2 separate regions of the Danio rerio genome follow, and region 2 is linked to region 1. Evidence: chromatin contacts called from public Hi-C data. All regions are on one chromosome and are shown on one strand. The core of a region is the stretch at or near the end of the contact, and the rest is flanking DNA. Distances in the headings are between cores, read along the strand shown.

Region 1 (4,873 bases), core at 1,392-3,891:
TTTAGTGGCACCCAACCCCAAATCCAAGCATCATTGGGGGAAGAGCAAATCATACTAAATTGTATGAATTAGATCATACAAATTCATGCGAATTAGCCACTAAATCAAAAAGTTACAAATTGTCGAAACATTGTGTTGGTGTGATCTGCAGGACAGCGACGCAGTGGCACAGTAGGTAGTGCTGTCGCCTCACAGCAAGAAGGTCGCTGGTTCGAGCCTTGGCTGGGTCAGTTGCCGTTTCTGTGTGGAGTTTGCATGTTCTCTCTGCGTTCGCGTGGATTTCCTCCAGGTGTTCCGGTTTCATCCATAGTACAAAGACATGTGGTACAGGTCAATTGGGTGGGCTAAACTGTCCGTAGTGTATGAGTGTGGATGAGTGTGTGTGGATGTTTCCCAGAGATGGGTTGCAGCTGGAAGGGCATCCGCTACGTTAAAACATGCTAGATAAGTTGGCAGCTGAGGCGACCCCGGATTAATAAAGAGACTAAGCCAAAAAGAAAGAAATGATCTGCAGGACACTGACATGTGCTTCACCATGGAGCCAATGTGGCTCATCCAACAGACAAAAGGCTCAAAAATATTTGAGAAGTGGTAGCCAGCACATGTTACAATGAGCTATAAGATATGCACTTTTTTTTTTACTTGCACTCACATGATCTCTCTTGCAGATGGGGTTTCTCCCTCTATTTGCCTGTGACTGATTAAAAAGTGGGAGACCTATGTTGTAACTGACAAAATTCTGTCAAGTAAAAGAGCCTCTGTTAGGCACTTGTTTAAACCTTGGCAAATGGTTAAGTGGGCCAGTGGGATAATCAATGGCTTCCAGTGCATTAAAAGAATGCACAGGTGGTTAAATTCATTTAACAAACAGCAATCCATTGATTATGCTTTACATTTCAAAACAAAAAAAGTACAATAACTTTAGAGGAAAGATTTTTTTTCCTTTTTACAAAAAAACTGTGTTTTAAGCCACAAGGTATTATCCGTTTCATTCATACTGAACAGTAGAAGGCGCCCTCGTGCAGAAATAACACATATGCATCACAAGTCAAGACATCAACAATAAAGATTGTGGAAGAAGAAACAATGAGAAAAAGATAAATTGATATGAGAACAATTATTGGTTTACTTGGGTTTTTCAAGCCATCATGGATATTTTGTTATACAAATAAAATATATATTTTATGCTAATTGATCTAGCCTTTATCACTGTATTAAATGCGTTAAAATAGTATGATTTCTTCTTGATTTCCTGTGTGCCATGAAACCATGTCTGGTCACATAATAAAGTTTTTCCAAACACTCAACTGATGTTATAAAGTAAATTTAGAGCGTTGCCTGTATTGCACATGTGCTACTGTAGTACATTTATTCAGTGCACAGACCAATTGCAGGTGGATATCGCTACAAACCACATTTTTGGGGAACTCAAAAGACATTGATGTTTAATAAAAAAAATGTCATTTCAATTTATTGGATACACGTTTTGATTACTTAAAATAAAAAAAAAGAAGCCAGAAAAAAATTATTCCTAAAGTTATTGCGGCATTTTTAAAACAACCTACTTTTCATCAGGGTAACACATAGCCTACTGCAGTTGGGCAGTCTTAAAAATGTCATGTATGAGCATGTCTAATATGTCATATTTTATTTATGTTCTGTATGTGTCTGTGTATTTTGTCGCAAGGATTTGGCAAGTGTATACATCCATTCATTAATTTTCTTTTTGGCTTATTCCTTTTATTAATCTGTGGTCGCCACAGCGGAATGAACCACCAGCTTATCCAGCATAGAGTATGTTTCACGCAGCGGATGCCTTCCAGCTGCAACCCATCACTGGGAAACATCCATACACACTCATTCACACATATACACTAAGGCCAATTTAGCCTTCCCCTATACCATGTCTTTGGATTTGCGGGGGAAACCGGAGCACCCGGAAACCCACGCCAACACGAGGAAAACATCCAAACTTCACACAGAAATGCCAACTGACCCAGCTGAGGCTCGAACCAGCAACCTTCTTGCTGTAAGGCGACTGTGCTACCCACTGTGTCACAGTGACGCCAAGTGTATACAGTTCTCTAAAAAAATACTGAATAAAAATTTCATTACAAAAAAATGGAACTCAATTATTGGAAATTAAAACAGGAAAATTTGGAATAAAAAAACTTTAAAAAATTGGTGGAGGGTGGATTTCATAAGTTGTCTCATCTTACAACATACAAAATACCTCACAATGTAATATATTCCAAAAATTCATGTTGCATTGTTTATTCCATTTAAAACGATTTGAATTTTAAATGAATTAGCTAATATTACTGCCACAATTTCAAAAGTGTTTACACTAAATGTCAGTGTTTTGTCTAAATGAATAGCCTGATTAGTGTAGTGGGTGTCAGAGTGACAACAAAGGAGGGAATTAAACAGGGGAGGACTGCTCCAGATGATTGCAGATCAGTCTTTAAGGTCAAAGGTTATGGGAAAAGGGAGGTAAAATGAGCACTCGCGCTGAGGTGAAGGTGCTTGTCTGACTGGGCAAGAACAAAACGTTGAACTGAGGTGCAGAAAAGGGGGAGGAGGATTGTCATTACCGAGACCACAATAAAAGGTTTAAGCCTGTGACCCTTCAAAGCCAAAATAATGCCAATTAAGCTTAAAGAGACCCTAGCATGGGTTCAGCCAGTGGCTCTTAGACCTGCTTTAATGACCACTTCAGCCAGTCAAACAGCTCTTATTGTCCGTACGAGAAAAAACTACATCAAAAACAAAGGCGGTACATTTAGTGGCTTTCTCAGGTCACGCCTTACCATAACACTGACCGGCAAGCCAATACCCTGACCCTATGACTTTACCAAGTGAAAACAAATAAGAGAGTGGTTTAATTCTGAAATGCATGAAAGACAGCAGTTGCCTGTCTCATTGATGCTGAAAAGCATGTGGTTGTCTGTGCTTCATGTGTAAATAAATACAAAGAAATGACATATTTTGAGACAGCTAAATCTCAACAAATAATGTGTGGACTATTTCCATGTCAAGTAAATCAAAGAAAAATCCCATTTATGTGCATTTGCAAAGCCATTGCTAACCTCAAGAGCCTGGAACAAAGATCTGTGTCATCATCATCAGCAGCAGCATTCACAATCATCTGCAAGCAGAAATAAAAATATGTATCACATTTAACATATCTGCATTTTAGGATACTAATGATGCTCATTAAAAAAGCAGCAAACAGCAGATGGCAGTGTTGCCCTCATTGCTATTAGAATTTTTTCAAATTGAAATTATTTATATAGATTTAGTTTCTTTTTTAATATCAATCAGAATGTTTAAAGTTATATTTTATGTATTCCAGCTGTCGATAAAAAGAAACTGCAATTGCTCCTCACAGTGTTTTTTTTTATCTAAAAGACTAGGAGCACCTGCACAATCCCACAATAGACCTTTTGTGTGCAAGTCTGTGTCTAAAAACTGCCCTTGAACTAAATGAGCTTAACAACAAGCGAAAAGTAGAAAACTCACAGGTTCTACATTGTTGCTGTGTGAACCAATGAAGCCGCCGGTTGCATCTCGCCATATGAAGCTCTATTGCCTCCTGTTGGAAATAAATGGAAGTTTCTCATGTTTGATTTCATTTAGCTTGATTGGTATTGTGGTTATTTTCATTCCCTATTGCATTCAGACATTTTTTAACAGATTTTGATATCTATAATGTAGACAAAAATCACATTTCAAGACCCATATGATAGAATAAGTGTATATAACAGAAAAACATTTTCCTTTTTTTGTTTAATAAACTGCTTTTTTGCTCAAAGTTTTTACAAAATCTAATACACAAAATAATACCAATAATTAAATATACATATATGATAAAATTATCGTTAAAAATATTACTACATGAAACAAATAATGTAATTTATTCACAAAAAAATCTACTCTTTGTTTTCCCACCTGGATATAAAGTTAGAAAAATTAACAAACTTACCTGAAATGTTCTGATCAAAAAACAAAAAATAATAATAATCTGTGCCTAATTAAAATAAAATGTTCCACTTAAAAGACTACCAAACCTTTCCTTTTCCACATAGTGTGGCTGCACAAACTAGCTACGAACGAATAGTGATCAAGCAAATAAAACAGTATCAACACTGAGAAGACAATGTTATTCCAGTGAGACTTCTGTTGGCTCATAAATGGAGAGCCAGCAGCTCAGTGTCTTTACATCCTCTCTCTCTCTCTCTCTCTCTCTCTGTATGTGTGTGTGTGTGCGCGTGCTCCTTTCACTCCACGTATGCCTTAGCCATCGGCATTACACTAATATATGTCTTGTCTTTAAGAGGGCACTTCCCTTTTTTCTCTCTTTTTGACTGGAACTGAAATCAATGGTCACGCAATTACAGAATGTGGATTTGTCAAGCGATGTCTGGCTGCTAAAGTGCGTGTGGGGAGCACTATACAAATACCCAATAAGGAGTTCAATAAGAGCAGTAACACTGCTGATTGCCGACTACGGGCCCATCAAAACCAGACGGCCAGTTCCAGGTGTTTTATTCTGTGGAGAGGCAATATTGCATATTGGCAAAGAACATCAATGTTCACTCAAACGTCTCACAGCGGCCTATCGACTCTCCACCAGGGAGCAGAGTCAACCGTTTGGAAGTTATAGCTCCTTTCAAACTGTTTTAAGATAGGAACAAACGTTCAGAGCTGGAAAGTGCTGTCTCGAGAGGCTCCGTCACCGATAATTAGTGATCAATCACGAATTAGTTTAAAAGCTTGAAAAGAACACTGAGAGCATTATTAGATTGCAGAGATTCACTGCTCTCCAATAATGACTTGGATTTTTAGAGGAATGAAACCCTCCAATCGTTTG
Region 2 (4,751 bases), core at 2,044-4,543, 180 kb before region 1:
TATCACCATAGTTTTTCTATCATTTTTACTTTATAATGTATACCCATATCCAGCACTTGCTGCCATTTTACTCCAGGTTGGACCTAAACTGCATTTCGTTGCCTTGTTCTTGTACATGTGTAATGACAATAAAGTTGAATTTAATCTTATCTAATGAATTGGTAAGATTTCTGATTCAGCGTAAGTGATAAAAAAATAAAAATAAAGAATAATGCTTTAAATATGTTCTGTAAGCAAAATCCTGAAGTCTACAAATGCAAGTAAATCTAACGGAACAAAACAAAAGCTCACATTTGTATTTCAAGGGTGAAACAAGACATATGGTTGGCAAAATCTCAAAAGTACCATCGCCATGAAAAACCAATCAATCTCTCTGTAAAACCACCCCTAAAGACTTCTTTGTACACATGATGATGTTGTGGATATCCAGCACTGTCCAAGTCTAGTAGCGATTTTTATTGGACAGTTGTGCAGCTCCTCGCAGCCAATAGAAGTGAATAGCGCTCTTCCTCTCCTAGCAACAGGACCCTTACTTGCGCTAACCATGAGCTTATGGACAAATATTACATAACAAACAAAACCAACTTCACACTTCCTAACAACAGAGCACCCCCACCCTAATTCTTGTTCCCTTTTCAGTCCCAACTCCCAATTTGATGAATGCCTGCCAGGACCAAGCTCGGAAACATGGTAACCAGCTGTGCCCGGCTGGAACACCAGGGCAAAATCAGTCAATGAGCAGGTTAGTTGACGCACAAATTGGAAATTGTCCCTCTTTGGGCCTCTCAGACATATGGTGAAGCTTTGAAGCTGCACAGGGCCGCTCTGTCTCCTGTTTCACGTGGCCCGCCTCAGGTTGCTATGTTTAGCTTGGGAGAGGTGTCACCTAGTCTCCATCAGCACCAGCCAAATCTCCACAAACATTGGGCACAGTTGAGCTGGCTTACCACCTCCAGCCCAGCTGCTGATTCAGAGCCGCGGCGCTGTGAAGACGTCCCGTCTGAAACGGCGACAGGTACTGTGGATGTTAGTACGCCTTACCTGTCACTTCCAGAAATAACAGCGACTGATGCTCTCTTGCAAGCACCATTCGTCTCTTTTAGGTTCAGCCAAATGAGTCCAGACATTTGGGACATTGCTACTCACCAACGAGCGTGAGAAAGACAAACAAGAGGCCGCTCTCTTGATGGCATCCTCTATTCTGGACCGTTGGCGTGACATCTCAAACAAACTGCCGAAAGGGACGTCTCTTTGCTATTTACACTTTTTCAAAAGCACATTAATCTTCTGCAAGTCTTTCCCGTGTATTAGGCATCGCATGTTTATTGTACAGTCTGCAGATTTTTTTTTACAATTTATTAATTGTAAATATTTACAGAGGACTCCTGGCAAACCGAGGTATAGTTAGCACCTCTTTAACGCGCAGTATGTGGATGTAAAGTGGTGCCAAAAATACCCCCAACCACTTTCAGCCTCTTATAACACATCATGTCTAACCAAACTCGTGCATACTTTGTCATATTTCACATTCTGTTTGTTTTTGATCTGCATTATGGTTGCATAAACTAATATTTTAAATGTGTTTGCACCCGGTATTCACATGGGATTTCAGGTTTTGATTACAAGTTGATAATTGAGATGCTTTACCATTTCCACCTTGTTTTAAAGTCTGCATGAACCGGAAGCTTTGAAGGTTTTTTTTTTTTTTTTTGACAAGTCCTAGAGCTTTTCAACTGGCCTAGTTCGCAAGGCAATTTGTCCTGGCCCTCCAAAGAATGTGACCAAGACATCAAAATTAAATTTAGCAAGCAATGCGCTAGCGCCTTCTAGATGCGCCAAGTAGAAAACATCACATGCCATAGCGGTAAAAGTTGTGTGTGGCTTTCAGTACAACGTAAACAAAAGATATGTTTTTATTATTACAAATTATTAAAATGATTATGTATGTATGAACGCAGATGATAACAACAGTTCATTTAAATATTTACATAATATAAAGCTTCAATTTACATTAGACATGACATTCCTCATTTTGCAAGTCATATTTCTCCCGCCCCTCATTTGGGATATTCTTCATGAACTGGCCTCCATGGCAAACTAATTGAATAGCCCTGTCCTAGAGAAAAGGCATATCAAATGACAAAACAGTGGGCGTGGCTTGTTTTTTCAACTTTGAGATGAATGGATGTAGTAAAGTAGGCATTTCAACCAGAATGATCAGGAAAGGGGTTTTAGAAAAGTTGTCACAACCTCAGACACCTCCTGCTCACCATTTCAATTTACTGTCAAAACTGACAGTTGGAGAGGCGTGGTTTTGTAAGTTAGCCACACCCAATACGTCAGACAGACAGAAAATTTAAGATTACAACAAACAATTTCTTTTTTTAATGGCATGCACAGATGAATTCACCACAAAAATAGCAATGTGAGCTAACAAAATTGTATGGTTAGTTTTGATGTCATTTGTACTTTAAAGTCTGCGTGAACAGAAAGTGGCTGAGACTTTTATGTCAGTATGATGATGCAACAACTAATATGAAATATTAAAGGGCACCTATTTCACCCCTTCTTCAAGATTTAAAATGATTATTTTGTGTTTCTAGAATGTGTCTGTAATGTTTCAGCTTAAAACACCCATCAGATTATTTTTTATTATACCTTTTAGAAGTTTGACATTTTCAGCTCTGAGCTGTTTTTGTTGCCTGTGCTTATAATGCTAGTTCGTCCGACCACCGTTCCCTTGTACCTGTCAGAGTTTGCCTCAATTTCCGCCTCGGCTGCATCAGATAAACAGCACAGTGACAGACATAAAGGAAGCAGATCTCAGTTACGTTGGTGAAAAATACTAGAGTGAGAAATTTCCCAATGATTATTTGATGTGTTTGTTGTGGAGTTAATTCAAGCCTTTCTGCAACGATGAGTCACACGTCATTACAAAGTTCATGCACACTTTTCGTTTGCATATGTATTTGTTATTATTTTGTCTTCAATTCGCAAATTTAATACAATTAATTTTTGCTCATAAAATGATCATGCAAAGCGGATATCGAGATAACTTTATTCTGTCTGTAAAAAATAATAATCTCAAAGATGCTTCACACGTGTAGTGAGGTGATTTCAGTGAGGATGATTTACGCTTTTAATGTGAACACAGCGTCGCTTCCTCCATCTTTTGACAATTCATTATGAGCAACACATAGGAAACATAATGATTTCCTTGTCGGCGAGTGTGAGGATGGATGTTTCCTCTGCGGTGCTCAGCCGTGGCGGCGCCTGCCTGCTTCAGGACAGTGTGGATATTGTCATTTCCTCGCTGACTGAGCTCAGTCTCCCCCACCCTACTGTAGCAAACGACACCCTCACTTCATAAAAGACACATTTGTTTTAACTCTCGTGCCGTTCTCTATTGTTATGCGCTCCGAGTCGCATTTCTGCTTATTTTCAGATTCCCCGTTAAACAAAGGCTTTTGCATTGAGCAGGAGGAGAACAAACACATTTGTTAGATTGAAAACATCTTGGGTTTGTGTGACAATCGGGACATTGTGTACAAGAGTGATCGACAAAAATATAAAAGGCTGGTATTAAAAATATGGGGATTATATGCTGATGTTACCTATAGACTTCTTAAAGGGAAAGTTCACTCAAAACTGAAAATGTGTTCACTATTTACTCACCCTCAAGTGGTTTCAAACCTTTATGTGTCTCTTTTCTCAGTTAAACTCAAAAGAAGATATTTTGGAGAAAGCTGAAAAGCTGTGACTATTGACTTTGATAGAAGAAAAAGCAAATACTATAAAATTTAATGGCTACAGATTTCCAGCTTTCTTCAAAATATATTTTTTAGTGTTCAACAGAAGAAAGAAACTCAAACAGATTTGTTGCAAGTGAAGTGTGAGGAAATGACAGGATTTTCCCCTTTAACTAGCTGAACCTGCCTGTCATTTTCATTTCCTTCAGCTTAGACCCTTCAATAATCATAGGTTGCCACAGTAGAATGAACCGCCAACTTATCTAGCATATGTTTTACACAGCGGATGCCCTTCCAGCTGCAACCCAGTACTGAAAAACACCCATACACATGCATTCACACACCAATTTAGTTTATTCAATTCACCTACCACATGTCTTTGATACTGTTGGGGAAACCAAAGCACCCAAAAGAAACCCACACAAACACAGGGAGAACATGCAAACTCCAGACAGAAATGACAACTGATTAAGCTGGGACTCGAACCAGGAACCTTCTTGCTGTGAGGCCACAGTGCTAACCACTGAGCCTCCATGTCACCCCATTCTGAAGTCATATAACTATATTTTTTTCATGGTGATCAACATTGCAGTGTAGGTCCATATTTCTGGTAAAGTTTTCATTTAATGACTTGAAAATTTTGGTCGTACTCTCAAGTAATTAAATATTGGCTATGATATTTTTTAAATATACTCATATTCTCAAGGGCCTAAAATTAACGCTTGCCATGCACCAAATGTGAGTACAAATAAATGTTGCATACATGTTGCCAACAATGTTACTTGCCAGTTGGCTAGTAGCTTTTTTAATAATTCTGAGAATGTGATATGGTTTGGCATGATTATCAAATCGCAAACACTGCATAGTAATTATAAACGTAATCTAGTGCTTCATGTGATCACCTGAACACCTCATAATAACTTGTGTTATCATTGTTTGGAGAGGTGTTGTTTACAGTAAATGCTGCTCCACATAAATAAGCTTTGTGACACTTGTAAAAAT

What was found. A called contact is a pair of places that touch in the nucleus more often than the background predicts.
Region 2: a contact with region 1 is called in a Hi-C map of embryo, with 2.1 times the contacts expected there. The contact joins two enhancer-like sites. A contact is called at or near these places in 4 of 18 Hi-C or Micro-C datasets (caudal fin and embryo).

The regions. Positions count from the first base shown.
Region 1 is chr15:23,788,684-23,793,556 of GRCz12tu, reverse strand. All of the region lies in intron 3 of LOC101886227 (ovostatin), which reads right to left. Among named protein-coding and RNA genes, the nearest start is that of ubash3bb, 50 kb to the right of the region's middle. Within about 2 kb of position 2,641, at least 11 of the 62 cell types and tissues checked have an H3K27ac peak or open chromatin away from gene starts, as enhancers often do.
Region 2 is chr15:23,967,648-23,972,398 of GRCz12tu, reverse strand. The region is part of intron 3 of LOC101886227 (ovostatin); the gene reads right to left. Among named protein-coding and RNA genes, the nearest start is that of mir125b-1, 58 kb to the right of the region's middle. Within about 2 kb of position 3,293, at least 6 of the 62 cell types and tissues checked have an H3K27ac peak or open chromatin away from gene starts, as enhancers often do.